Regions from separate parts of the Macaca mulatta genome. Here region 2 is linked to region 1. A link is a contact called in public Hi-C data. All regions are on one chromosome and are shown on one strand. The core of a region is the stretch at or near the end of the contact, and the rest is flanking DNA. Distances in the headings are between cores, read along the strand shown.

Region 1 (5,674 bases), core at 1,232-3,731:
ATAAAGTTCACAGAACCTCTGAATTCTATGCAAAGACCCTTTGGGGGCCTGTAAACCTCAGGTGAAGAAGCTCTGAAAGCCAAAAAAGAGAAGTATTTCTGTAAAGTATATTTCACCAGATTACCTGGCAGCAACCAGAAAACACAATTTAAGTTTCACTGTTTACAGAACTTTATCATACAGACAAAGCTTTCTAAATTTCAGAACAACTGTTTTTAAAAAGAAATACTAGTCCAGGTGCAGTGGCTCACGCCTGTAATCCCAGCACTTTGGGAGGCCGAGGCAGGTGGATCACCTGCGGTCCAGGAGTTGGAGATCAGCCTGACAAACATGGCAAAACCCCGTCTCTACTAAAAATATAAAAATTAGTTGGGCGTGGTAGTGCACGCCTGTAATCCCAGCTTACTCGGGAGGCTGAGGCAGGAGAACCACTTGAACCCAGGAGGCGAGGGTTGTAGTGAGCCCAGATCACGCTACTGCACTCCAGCCTGGGTAACAGAGCAGATTCCATCAAGACAGACAGAGGCCAGGGGCGGTGGCTCACGCCTGTAATCCCAGCACTTTGGGAGGCAGAGGCGGGCAGATCACAAGGTCAGGAGATCGAGACCATCCTGGCTAACACGGTGAAACCCCGTCTCTACTAAAAATACAAAAAATTAGCCGGACGTGGTGGCCGGCGCCTGTAGTCCCAGCTACTCGGGAGGCTGAGGCAGGAGAATGGCGTGAACCCGGGAGGTGGAGCTTGCAGTGAGCCAAGATTGCGCCACTGCACTCCAGCCTGGGCGACAGAGCGAGACTCTGTCTCAAAAAAAAAAAAAAAAAGAAGACGAAAAGAAAGGAAAGAAAGACAGGAAGGAGGGAAGGAAAAGAAAAGAAGAAAAGAAAGAAACCAGTCGTTTTGAAAATAAAAAAAAATAACTGCTTATCTCCTATGATTCAAAAGTGTTCACGGACTCTTGGCTAGAACAGATCAAGAACACTTTCAAAGAAGCCGTCCCTGCCCAAAGAGAACACACACATACTTCATCCAACCACTGTAAACTGTATTATTGTCTACTCCACTAGATTTAAACATGAGGGTGAGGACTTATTCTCCACTCTTACCTCCAGCACTAAAAGACCTGGCACATAGTGGGCCCTCGACAAATATTAATGTATGTCACATAAATGGATTAAAAAAACACTTTAAAGTGTTTGCAAATCGAATTCCTGGAATTGGGACATCTACTGGTTGAGGCTTAACAATGATTTAGGATTAAATTCACTCTCTTACATTTATGTATCATTTTACAAAATGCTTCTGCCCACATTACCTCATTCAATCCCTCCTTGTGTAGTAAAGAAACTAGAAGATACATTTAGTAAACAATAGGGATTTTATAATTGGTTTAAAAGTTAGATAAAAGGGACCTTTTTAAAAATCCATCCAAGGGTCATGAACCGGTAAGTCCAAATAAAAAGAATTTGTCTAGAAGTCAGTGATTATAACAGGATCTAGCCTCGTGATCTGACATCCATAGATTTGAGGAAGAGAAAAAAAGTTTATTTTCCAGACTCTCTTGGCTGGGGCGCCATTCTTTCACAGCTTCAGATAAACAGAAAGGAAAGGTAAACAACATGCGCCACTCTTAGGAAACAACCTCCCGGTCAAGTTGGGAAAGCCAGCAAAGGACTGCTGAAACACCCAAGGACTTCCGAACCAACTCCTGCGGGACCTCTCCCCATCTCCCCCGCCGCTGTCCTGCGTGCCCCGGGGCTTGCCTGACGCCGGGAAATATTGTGAACCTTGTTTATGTCCCAGTGTCTGGGCCGCACAGTGATAGTAACATCTCTGGTATCGCGCGGCTTGCGTCCGGGACGGTCAGCTGGGTGCCCTGAGTCCTAGGGGACCCTAGCAGGGACAGCCCCTCCTGGAGCCCCCAACGGGCCCGAGAGGGATCCCGGCCAGGCTGCGGAAGAAGAGCCGCGGCCGGGGCAGGCGGCGGTCCCCGGCAGGGCTGAGTGGGATCTGGAGGCATTTTTTAATAAGAGGAACATTTTGTGCCTCTTTCAGGGTTTCTACGAAGTGGCCGCATTCCGGCCCCAAAGTCAGCGGGCCTGAAAGCGCGCAAGAAGACGCGTGGGAAGGAGTTTACTTCCAATTTGAGCAACGGCTGCTCCAGAGGTCGGCAGAGCCCCATTCCACGGGGAAAGCAGTGGGTGCCGGGCGAAGTGCCGCCCATTCCCTCACACTCCCCGGGTGCAGCAGGCCTCGTGCCCTCCCCAGGACCCCTACCCACCAGCCAGTCCACCCCCTCCCCCTTGGCTGAGAGCTCAGGAGTGGCACTATTTCGTTACCTCTCTGCGCGGAGGCGAGTGAGGACGTGATGAGCCGGGCGGCAGCTGCGCCGCAAGTACAAGCACCGCAGCTGGGCATTTCCGCGAGGCCTAGGCCGGGGCTTCGCCCCCTGAGGACCTCCGGGTCTCAGCTGCGCGAATCCTGCTCGCAAGGCGCGCTGACTCGGTTCCGAACCCTTCCGCGGGCCCTAGACCCCGTGCAGAGTTCACCTGCCCGACTGCCAGGCCTTCGCGCTTCTGTGCCCCACAGCCGTCTACTCACCAGACTAGACACCCAACCCCCCTTCCCTTCCCCTCCTTCTCCCCCCACCCCCAGCCTACCGGGCCCGCGGAGCTTGCGCGCGCCTGCGCCGTAGGCCCGGGGAGGGGGCGGAGGGCGTGGGTACGCGCCGCGTATGCGCGCTGGAGAAGCTACGTGAGGCGAAGGCGAGGGGGCGGTACCGTGGGCGCGCCAATTAGTGCCCTACGGCAAGCGCCTAGACCCAACGGCGGCGACTACAGGTCCCGACGCGCATTGTTGCCAAAAGCCCTTTTATCCTAAAGTTGAACGGTTTTGAGATAGACGCGGAGAGATGCATGCCGGGACTTGTAGTCCCTAGTCGTCATAGTCAAGCTCTTCTTCCGGTCACTTTCGGTGGGCGGCAGGGAAGGTCAAGGTGAGGATGGTAGCTTAACCATCCACGGGGGAAGTCTCTAAAGTACCTTGGTAGCCGCTAGATGCTTCAGATTGACTAAGTTTCTTCCCCCGGGATTCCACATCCTGTGTTCCTCGTCTTATCATTCTCCTTAGTTTCATCACTTGTAAGGTGGAGGTGGTATTGTCAGTTAGTTACCTAAGCAACAACTGTTAGGTGGTAACAGCTCCCTCTCCTTGTTCTTTCAGGCCTCGTGGTGATAAAGCTTCCAGCTGTTGGTAGTCCATGGGTGTTTTACAGTCTTGAGGGTTGTCTCCCTCCCTGCCTCCCTCCCTCCCTCCTTATTTAGTAAAGATGAGGTCTCCCTATGTTGCCCAGGCTGGTCTCGAACTCCTGGGCTCAAGTCATCCTCTCCCATTGCCCTCCCAAAGTGCTGGGATTACAGACGTAAACCACCACGCCCGACTGATTTTCTTAAACCTGAACACACGCTAGTAAATACTCCCTTCATTAAACCCTTTTCTGTTAGGCTTTGTGTAGGGGACTATGTGCAAACCAGACGTTGCCAATAAGTCCTGCTCTTGCAAACGAAGCAGGGTGTTCCTGCTAAGTCCTGCTCTTGCAAATGAAGCAGGGCGTTCCTTCCCTGTAAACAGGGAGGACAAAGGAGCCAGCTGCAAACAGCAGACCCTGGGGGCTTGTTTATGTGTAAACATCTTGAAAATCCAGAAAGTCTGGGAAAGGTCAGAAAAACAACAATGTGTCTTGTAACTTGGCAACATTCCACAAACGACTGTATAAAATAAAGCAGAGTGCGCCATTCGAGGCGGCCGCCATGTTTGTCTTGTCTTGTGTCTTGGTTCCTTTGTTTAGGAAACACGCGGACCCCAACACTTTGTTGGAGCCCTCTTGCAGGGCTTGCTTCTGCACAGCTAAACAGATGGACCAGCTGCACAGGATGGAGGTTGGTGACAAGTGAGTCACGCCCTTGTCCCATCTGGGTTGGTGCCAGACTGAGTATTTACATTGTGTATGAGATTCTTATTAACTCTGAACCCCAGAGAAATTGCCAAGTGAGCTTAGGTGCCTTTATTGCTGAGCTTTGCGGGTGGGGATGGGGAGGCAGCAAAGGGAGAGGCAAGACCAGGTCACACAAGTCAGTGAGCCCTCATCAATCTCCATCCAGTCCAGAGAAATGTGGCTTCTAGGTCCCTGTGTCTAGCTGTGAGAAGGGTCATTGGCCTTGGCCCAGGCCACAATTTTTTCTCTCTCTTTGGATAGGTGACTCCTGGTACTCCCTCAGCATAGTGAGGGAGTACCACTATGGTCTTGAGCCACCATAGTTGCAGAGACTAGAAGAGAGCCCACGTCTTCCCTCACCAAGACTTTGGTCTTCCTCCCCTGAGTCCATTAATAGAATTCCGAGAGAGGAGAGTCTCCAGTATTCCCTCAATCCAGTGTTTCAAACTATATTCGCAAAATTTCTCAGAAGCTATAGCTTTGTAGTAGAGGTGAAGGAACCAAGTAGATGGACCTTCCCTGCCAACTCCACCATGCCACCCCAAAATCAACCAGAGCAGCTCTGCCTTGAACTATTTAATTACTGGGGGTTTTTTTGAAAACAGTTCTGCATTAAGACAATGTATGAAATTCATTGAGTCAAGGACAAACCTTTCCTTTTATAAATGAACTGAGGGCCTCTGACACCCAATTTAAATTCTTTTCATCCCGCCCCTACCTTCTTTTTCAATTGTGTCGCATTTTCTTCTCATTATAAAAATGAAGAGATTGTTCGCCAAAACCTATAGATTGCTATAAGCAAGCTGAGTAAGAGTGTTGCTAAATCAAGGCTCAGGCTAGGGGAACCACTCCAGTAAGACTTCCTTTTCCCAATCTATTCTAGATAATTGACTTCGCATTCATTCAGTCAACAAATATTTATTAACTACTAGTTACATGCCAGACCCTGGGGAAATAGTACTGAAGTTTAAAAAATTTTCCTCCTCAGGCCGGCGCGGTGGCTCAAGCCTGTAATCCCAGCACTTTGGGAGGCCGAGACGGGTGGATCACAAGGTCAGAAGATCGAGACCATCCTGTTCCAACAATCTTGAAAACAAAGAACAAAGTTGGAGGACTCATACTTTCTTGGTTTACTACAAAGCTACAATAATTAAAAAGTGTAGTACTGACATCTGGGTAAACATATATATCAATAAAATAGCACCAAGAGTCCAGAAATAAACTCTCAAATTTATAGTCAATTGGTTTTTGACAAGGGTGCCAAGACAATTCAGTAGAGAAAGAATAGTCTTTTTAACAAATGGTGCTGAGACAACTGGATATTCATATGCAAAGAAATGAATTTGGGGGCCGGGCGCGGTGGCTCAAGCCTGTAATCCTAGCACTTTGGGAGGCTGAGACGGGTGGATCACGAGGTCAGGAGATCGAGACCATCCTGCCTAATCTGGTGAAACCCCGTCTCTACTAAAAAATACAAAAAACTAGCCGGGCGAAGTGGCGGGTGCCTGTAGTCCCAGCTACTCAGGAGGCTGAGGCAGGAGAATGGCGTAAACCTGGGAGGCGGAGCTTGCAGTGAGCTGAGATCCGGCTACTGCACTCCAGCCTGGGGGACAGAGCGAGACTCCGTCTCAAAAAAAAAAAAAATTTTCCTCCTCTCGTGGAGCTTCCATTCTAGTGGAGAA
Region 2 (5,599 bases), core at 667-3,166, 120 kb after region 1:
GGCTGGTCTCAAACGATCCTCCTGCTTTGCCTTCCCAAAGTCCTGGGATTATAGGCGTGAGCCACCCAGCCTTTTTCTTCTTTTTCTACAATAGTTTAGAAAAGTTCGCCCAATAACCTGGCACCCTCCAGGTTTTTTGTTTTGTTTTGTTTTGCTTTTTTTTTTTTTTTTTTAATGGAGTTTCATTCTTGTTGCCCAGGCTGGATTGCAATGGCTCAATCTTGGCTCACCGCAATGTCCACCTCCCGGGTTCAAGCGATTCTCCTGTTTCAGCCTCCAGAGTAGCTGGGATTACAGGCATGTGCCACCATGCCCAGCTAATTTTTGTATTTTAATAGAGACGGGGTTTCTCCATGTTGGTGAGGCTGGTCTCAAACTCCCGACCTCAGGTGATCCGCCCCCGCCTTGGCCTCCCAAAGTGCTAGGATTACAGACATGATTCACCAAGCCCAGCCCCTCCAAGTTTTTAACAGTGAAGAATGTTACTTGTGCAAGTCAGAATCTGATACCAATTAAATGGTGACAGCTTTGCTGATGAACAAGAATATGCTCTTCCATGGCTAAGAAGGGAGACTGCCACACTTGACAGTTCCCAAAGATACATGGAGTTCGGTGTCTTTAATGAATATCAGCTATTGGCTATTTCAATATTCTGCTTTTTACTGAATCGATTTTGGTAAGTTATATTTTTCTAGGCAATTGGAAACATTTGGATAAGGACAACTGATATCTTGAATGCTGACCCAGAGGTGAACTCTGCAAAAAAAAAAAAAGTGCCTGGTGAATCAGAGAAATAACAGCTGACATACGCACTGGATGTTACAGTTTATAAAAGCACTGCCCATAGATCACCTCATCGGAAGACCAAGTTCTGGGTGGCTTTGGTGACTTTTTGGTGTCTATTTGCAAAAGGATGGATAACTTTCTAGCTAAGCAAAACAGCTGATTCACATCAACCCTATTTCTGGCCAGGCTAGAAAATCTGTGGAGGACTATGCAACGATTCCTGATTCCTCACTTCAGTCCCCGGAGTCACTTGTCATTGACAGGAGAGAAGCAGCCACCAAGTGCCTTGGGAGTGAGAGTTGACATGAGGGTGTCAGGAGTGTTCTTAGCTAATGGAAACCTTCCCCAAGGCAAGGCCATGCCAAGCTGGGAATGAAAAGTCTGGGGGCTGTCATGTTTACTAACGCGGATGGAACTGCCTCTACCTCTGGTTCCACAGGGCACTTGGTCCAGGACGCAATGGGCAGCGCCAGGACAAAGCACACTCACCAGGGCTTCAAAGTCCTTACAGTCGCCGCGGGCGTAGGACGCGGGGAAGGGCCGCAGCACCGAGTCGCGCTTGTAGCTCTGCAGGGCCGAGGCGAAGAGGCTGCACCGGAGGTCGGCAGCCAGCAAGTCGCGGCCCGCCGCCTCCCTGGCGGCGGCCCAGCCTGAGGGCTGCATCCCAGGTCACTGCGCGTTGCCGGGGGAGACGCGCTGGTTGGGGGCAAGGGCGAGCGTGCGTTCAGCGCGGGGGCTGGGCCCGCTGACAATGGGCCGTCAGGGGCCGGGTTCCCAAGCCTGGGGTGGAGCTAGGCAGGGGGCTGAGATGACACGGGTTCAGAACGTGCCGACGAGGGTCCTCTGCCGGGGTCTGGGCCGCGGCTCGCTGCCGAGGAGAGAGACCGAGGCCTGGACCGCGGGTCCGCGGGGAGGTTGGGCCCAGGGATAATGGGGCCGGGGTTGGTGGCTGGGAGGGGTTCCCGGCCTGGGGGAGGGGCTATGACAATGGAATGACAACCGCGGGAACGTACTGACACGTGTCCTCCGCGGAGGCCTGGGGCGGGAAGCAGCCCCCGAGAGACGGCGGGCAGAGCCCACTCTCCGCGACGGGCGAGGCTGCTGCGCCGCGCGCGCTTTCCTGCCCCGCCTCCAGCCGCGCGGCCGAAGCCCCGCCTCTCGCCCGGCTGCCCTCGGCGCCACCTGTCTTCCGCCTGCAGCGCACGTCAGTTTGCCTTGCCCGGCCTACCTCCCCTCCCGCCGCCGCGCTCCCACGCTGCTTAGCGCTCCGCCCGGCCCAGCCGAGGGCCCGCCCCTTCCCGCGCCAGCCAGCTCCTCCGTATGGGTTGTGCCCGCACCGCCCAGACCCCAATCAGCCGCAGCTGCGAGAGGTGTCGCCGCCAGTGTGTGCCGGGCGACGTCGCCCACGCCCCTGCCACCCATCCTCACAGCAGCGCCTGGTAGAAACTGATTTGGGCACCCTGTCGACCCGCCCCTGTACTTGTCTTTGTCCCAGCTCGGCGGGTTGAGCCTACTTCTCTTCCTTGGGGAATTAATGCTACCTGTTGTCTCTCTCTTGAATCGTTTCCCTCAAAAACTGCACAAAAGGAGCCATTTAACACCCAGGGAAACTGAGGCTTAGAGTGCTGCAATGCTTGCCCAAGATCCCACAGTCAGATGGGTGAATCTGGGATTCGCACCGAGGTCTTTGGAAAAACAAAAGACTTCTTCTGCTTTTCAGCCTCCAGAATTCTCTGAATTGCTTAAGTCTCTGGCCTCAAATGCCCCAAGATCTTCCTTGGGAGGCCTCTCTGACAGGGAGCTTGGGGAAGAGCAGAGGGGCATTGACTTAACTCCCTACTCAGAACCTTCATTAGAAGAAAACCCCGAAGTGTGACCTCATGGTCACGTGCAAATCTAAACACAGACCATTGTGCTTAGACCAACACAGTGCACACGCTCCTACCCTGCAGGATCTTCTGAGGAAGAAACTTCTCCTTCTGCATCCAGGCTGTGCTGGGCCCTGGGCTCAGAGGAGAGGTTGTCCCATGCCATTGGATTGCATATATGACTTCGGGAGGTAGGGCGAAGACTGGTCCCCCAGACACCACAGAACTTCCCATCTTTTTTTTGCCCCATAAAGGTTGGGGTCTGCTCCCAGGAGCCCACATCAAATCTCTGTTTGCTCTGAGGCCTAGAACCACAAGGCCCCTAATGCTTCAAAAGCCCTGGGGGTTCTCATGGGACCCAGGAACTCTAAGGTGGCTTCTGAAGCTCAGACCCCAGGAAGGGAGAGCTTGGAGTGGGGCAGGAGACCAGGGAACCATCTCTCATTCCACCTCTTCTTCATTGCAGCCCTTAGACAAAAGCCACCCTCTGATACCTCCTTGGCCTCAAGAATTGTTTGTTGGGTGGATATATAAAATATGCTTATCTGAAGCTATTTCTCACATATGGTATGAGAATCATAATGATAATATTCACATCACAGGGTGGTGTGGAAGGGCCTCTGATGGCCAGCATTCTCATGCCTTACCTCATGCAGAATATTAGAATTCTTTTTAAGTCTTGTCAATTCCATAGACACAAAGTTGAATTTCATTATAGTTTTAATTTGCATTTACTTAATTGATAGTGACGTTGAATGTTTTTATGTTTACTTCATTCTCCTAGATTTTATCAGAATTTGCTAAGGTGATCTCAGAACCACATTTCTTGTGGAGGGGTTTCAGCTCTGCTTATATACATTTGATATAATCCACAGACCATACAATTCACCCATTTAAAGTGTACAATTTAATAGTTTTTAGTACATTCACAGATATATGCAACTGTCACCATGATCAATTTTAGAACATTTTTATCACCTCAAAAAGAAACTCTCTACACTTAGGCTATCACTGCTCTACCCACACCACCATGTCGCCCACTCCTAAGGAATCACTAACATACTTGTTTTTTGTTTTTTAAGAGACTGGGCCTCGCTATGTTACCTCGGCTAGAGCACAGTGGCTATTCACAAGCATGATCATAGCACATTGCAGCCTAGAACATCTGACCTCAAGTGATCCTCCTGGCTCAGCCTCCTGAGCACCTCGGACTACAGGCTCACACCACCACACCTGGCTTAGAGAACACATTTTGTTTACTACTGTCCTTTGAAATTCATTGAGGTTTGTCTGTCTCCTAGCATAAGGCCTATCCTGGAGAATGTTTCATGTGAATATATATTCTGCTGTTGTTAGGTCACGTGCTCTATGGATGTCTGTTAGGTCTAGTTGATTTATATTGTTTTCAAATCTTAGATTTTCTTGTTGATCTTCTTATTCATTATTGAAAGTGGGGACCGGGCATGTGGCTCACACCTGTAATCCCAGCACTTTGGGAGGCCGAAGCGGGTGGATCACCTGAGGTCAGGAGTTCGAGACCAGCCTGGCCAATATGGTTAAACCCTGTCTGTAATAATGATGCAAAAATTAGCCAGGCACAGTGGCACGTGCCTGTAGCCCCAGCTACTCAGGAGGCTAAAGCCCAAGAATCGCTTGAACCCGGGAGGCGGAGGTTGCAGTGAGCAGAGATCATGCCACTGTACTCTAGCCTGGGTAAGAGAGCGAGACTTTGTCTCCAAAAGAAAAAAAAAAAAATTACTGACAACAAAGATATCCACCTGAACAGGTTTTTAATGCAGATGAACGTGCCCTATTCTGGAAGAATATGCCACAAAAGACGTTTATTAGTAAGGAAGAAAATCAAGCACCAAGATTTAAGGCAGAAAGGGATAGTCTAACTATTGTTTTGTGCAAATTTGGTCAGGTTTATTATCAGAACTTCCCTTATCTGTAAAGCTGCTAACCCCCAAGCTTTGAAGAGAAAAGATAAACAAAAGCTGCCACTCTTTGTACAACAAGAAGGCCTGAACAACAAGAATGCTTTTTCTGGATTGGTTGACTGCTTTGTCCTTGAAGTCAGGAAGTATTATATCTTGCAGGTAAGGAGCTGCCATTTATTTATTTATTTATTTATTTATTCATTCATTCATTCATTCATTCTTTATTTAGACGGAATCTTGCTCTGTCACTCAGGCTGGAGTGCAGTGGCGTGATCTTGATCTTGGCTCACTGCAACCTCCACCTCCCGGGTTCAAGCAATTCTCCTGCCTCAGCCTCCCGAGTAGCTGGGATTACAGGCGTGTGCCACCATGCTTGGCTAATTTTTGAATTTTTAGTAGAGACAGGGTTTCACTATGTTGGCCAGGCTGGTCTCAAACTCCCAACCTCAAGTGATCCACCTGCCTCAACCTCCCAAAGTGCTGGGATTATAGGTGTGAGCCACCATGCCCGGCCAGCAGGAGCTTCCTTTTCAAGTTCTTTTGATATTGGACAATGATCTTGGCCACCTGGAACCCCTTGAGTTCAACACCGAAGGTGCAAGTGGTCTACTTGCCCCTAAATACGATGTCTGTAATTCATCCTCTAGATCAAGGGGTCATAAGGACCCTTTAATGCTTATTACACCCCGTACTCTATGGAAGGGATTGTCAACACTATGGAAGAGGACCTCAACCAAGAGAACATCATGAACGTCTGGAAGGATTACACCATTGAAGATGTTGTAGAAAAACTTGTGAAGGCCATCAAACCTGAAACAATAAATTCCTACTGGAGAAAAATTGTGTCCAGATGTTGTGCATGACTTCACAGGATTTATGACAGAGACTGTCAAGGAAATCACGAAAGACATTGTGGAAAAGAGGTGTGTGTGGGGTGAAGAGTTGTGTGGGGTGAAGGGTTCAAGGTACGAATTTTGGAGAAATCCAAGAACTAATAGATATCAC

What was found. A called contact is a pair of places that touch in the nucleus more often than the background predicts.
Region 2: a contact with region 1 is called in a Hi-C map of fetal cortical plate, with 4 times the contacts expected there. The contact joins the promoter of PARP16 here to the promoter of CLPX in region 1. A contact is called at or near these places in 3 of 14 Hi-C or Micro-C datasets (fetal cortex germinal zone, fetal cortical plate and liver).

What each region holds. Positions count from the first base shown.
Region 1 is chr7:42,597,742-42,603,415 of T2T-MMU8v2.0, forward strand. It overlaps CLPX (caseinolytic mitochondrial matrix peptidase chaperone subunit X), which reads right to left and starts at 2,482. Exons shown (of 14, transcript NM_001260887.1): 1 at 2,338-2,482. The coding sequence starts at 2,416. LOC106999218 (a long non-coding RNA gene) reads left to right here and starts at 2,855. Exons shown (of 3, transcript XR_001445945.3): 1 at 2,855-2,993; 2 at 3,846-3,947; 3 at 4,981-5,117.
Region 2 is chr7:42,714,108-42,719,706 of T2T-MMU8v2.0, forward strand. It overlaps PARP16 (poly(ADP-ribose) polymerase family member 16), which reads right to left and starts at 1,917. Exons shown (of 4, transcript XM_077939590.1): 1 at 1,276-1,917. The coding sequence starts at 1,449. LOC114680001 (small nucleolar RNA SNORA24) reads right to left here and starts at 608; the gene lies at 478-608. LOC144329929 (a long non-coding RNA gene) reads left to right here and starts at 3,933. Exons shown (of 5, transcript XR_013395677.1): 1 at 3,933-5,599.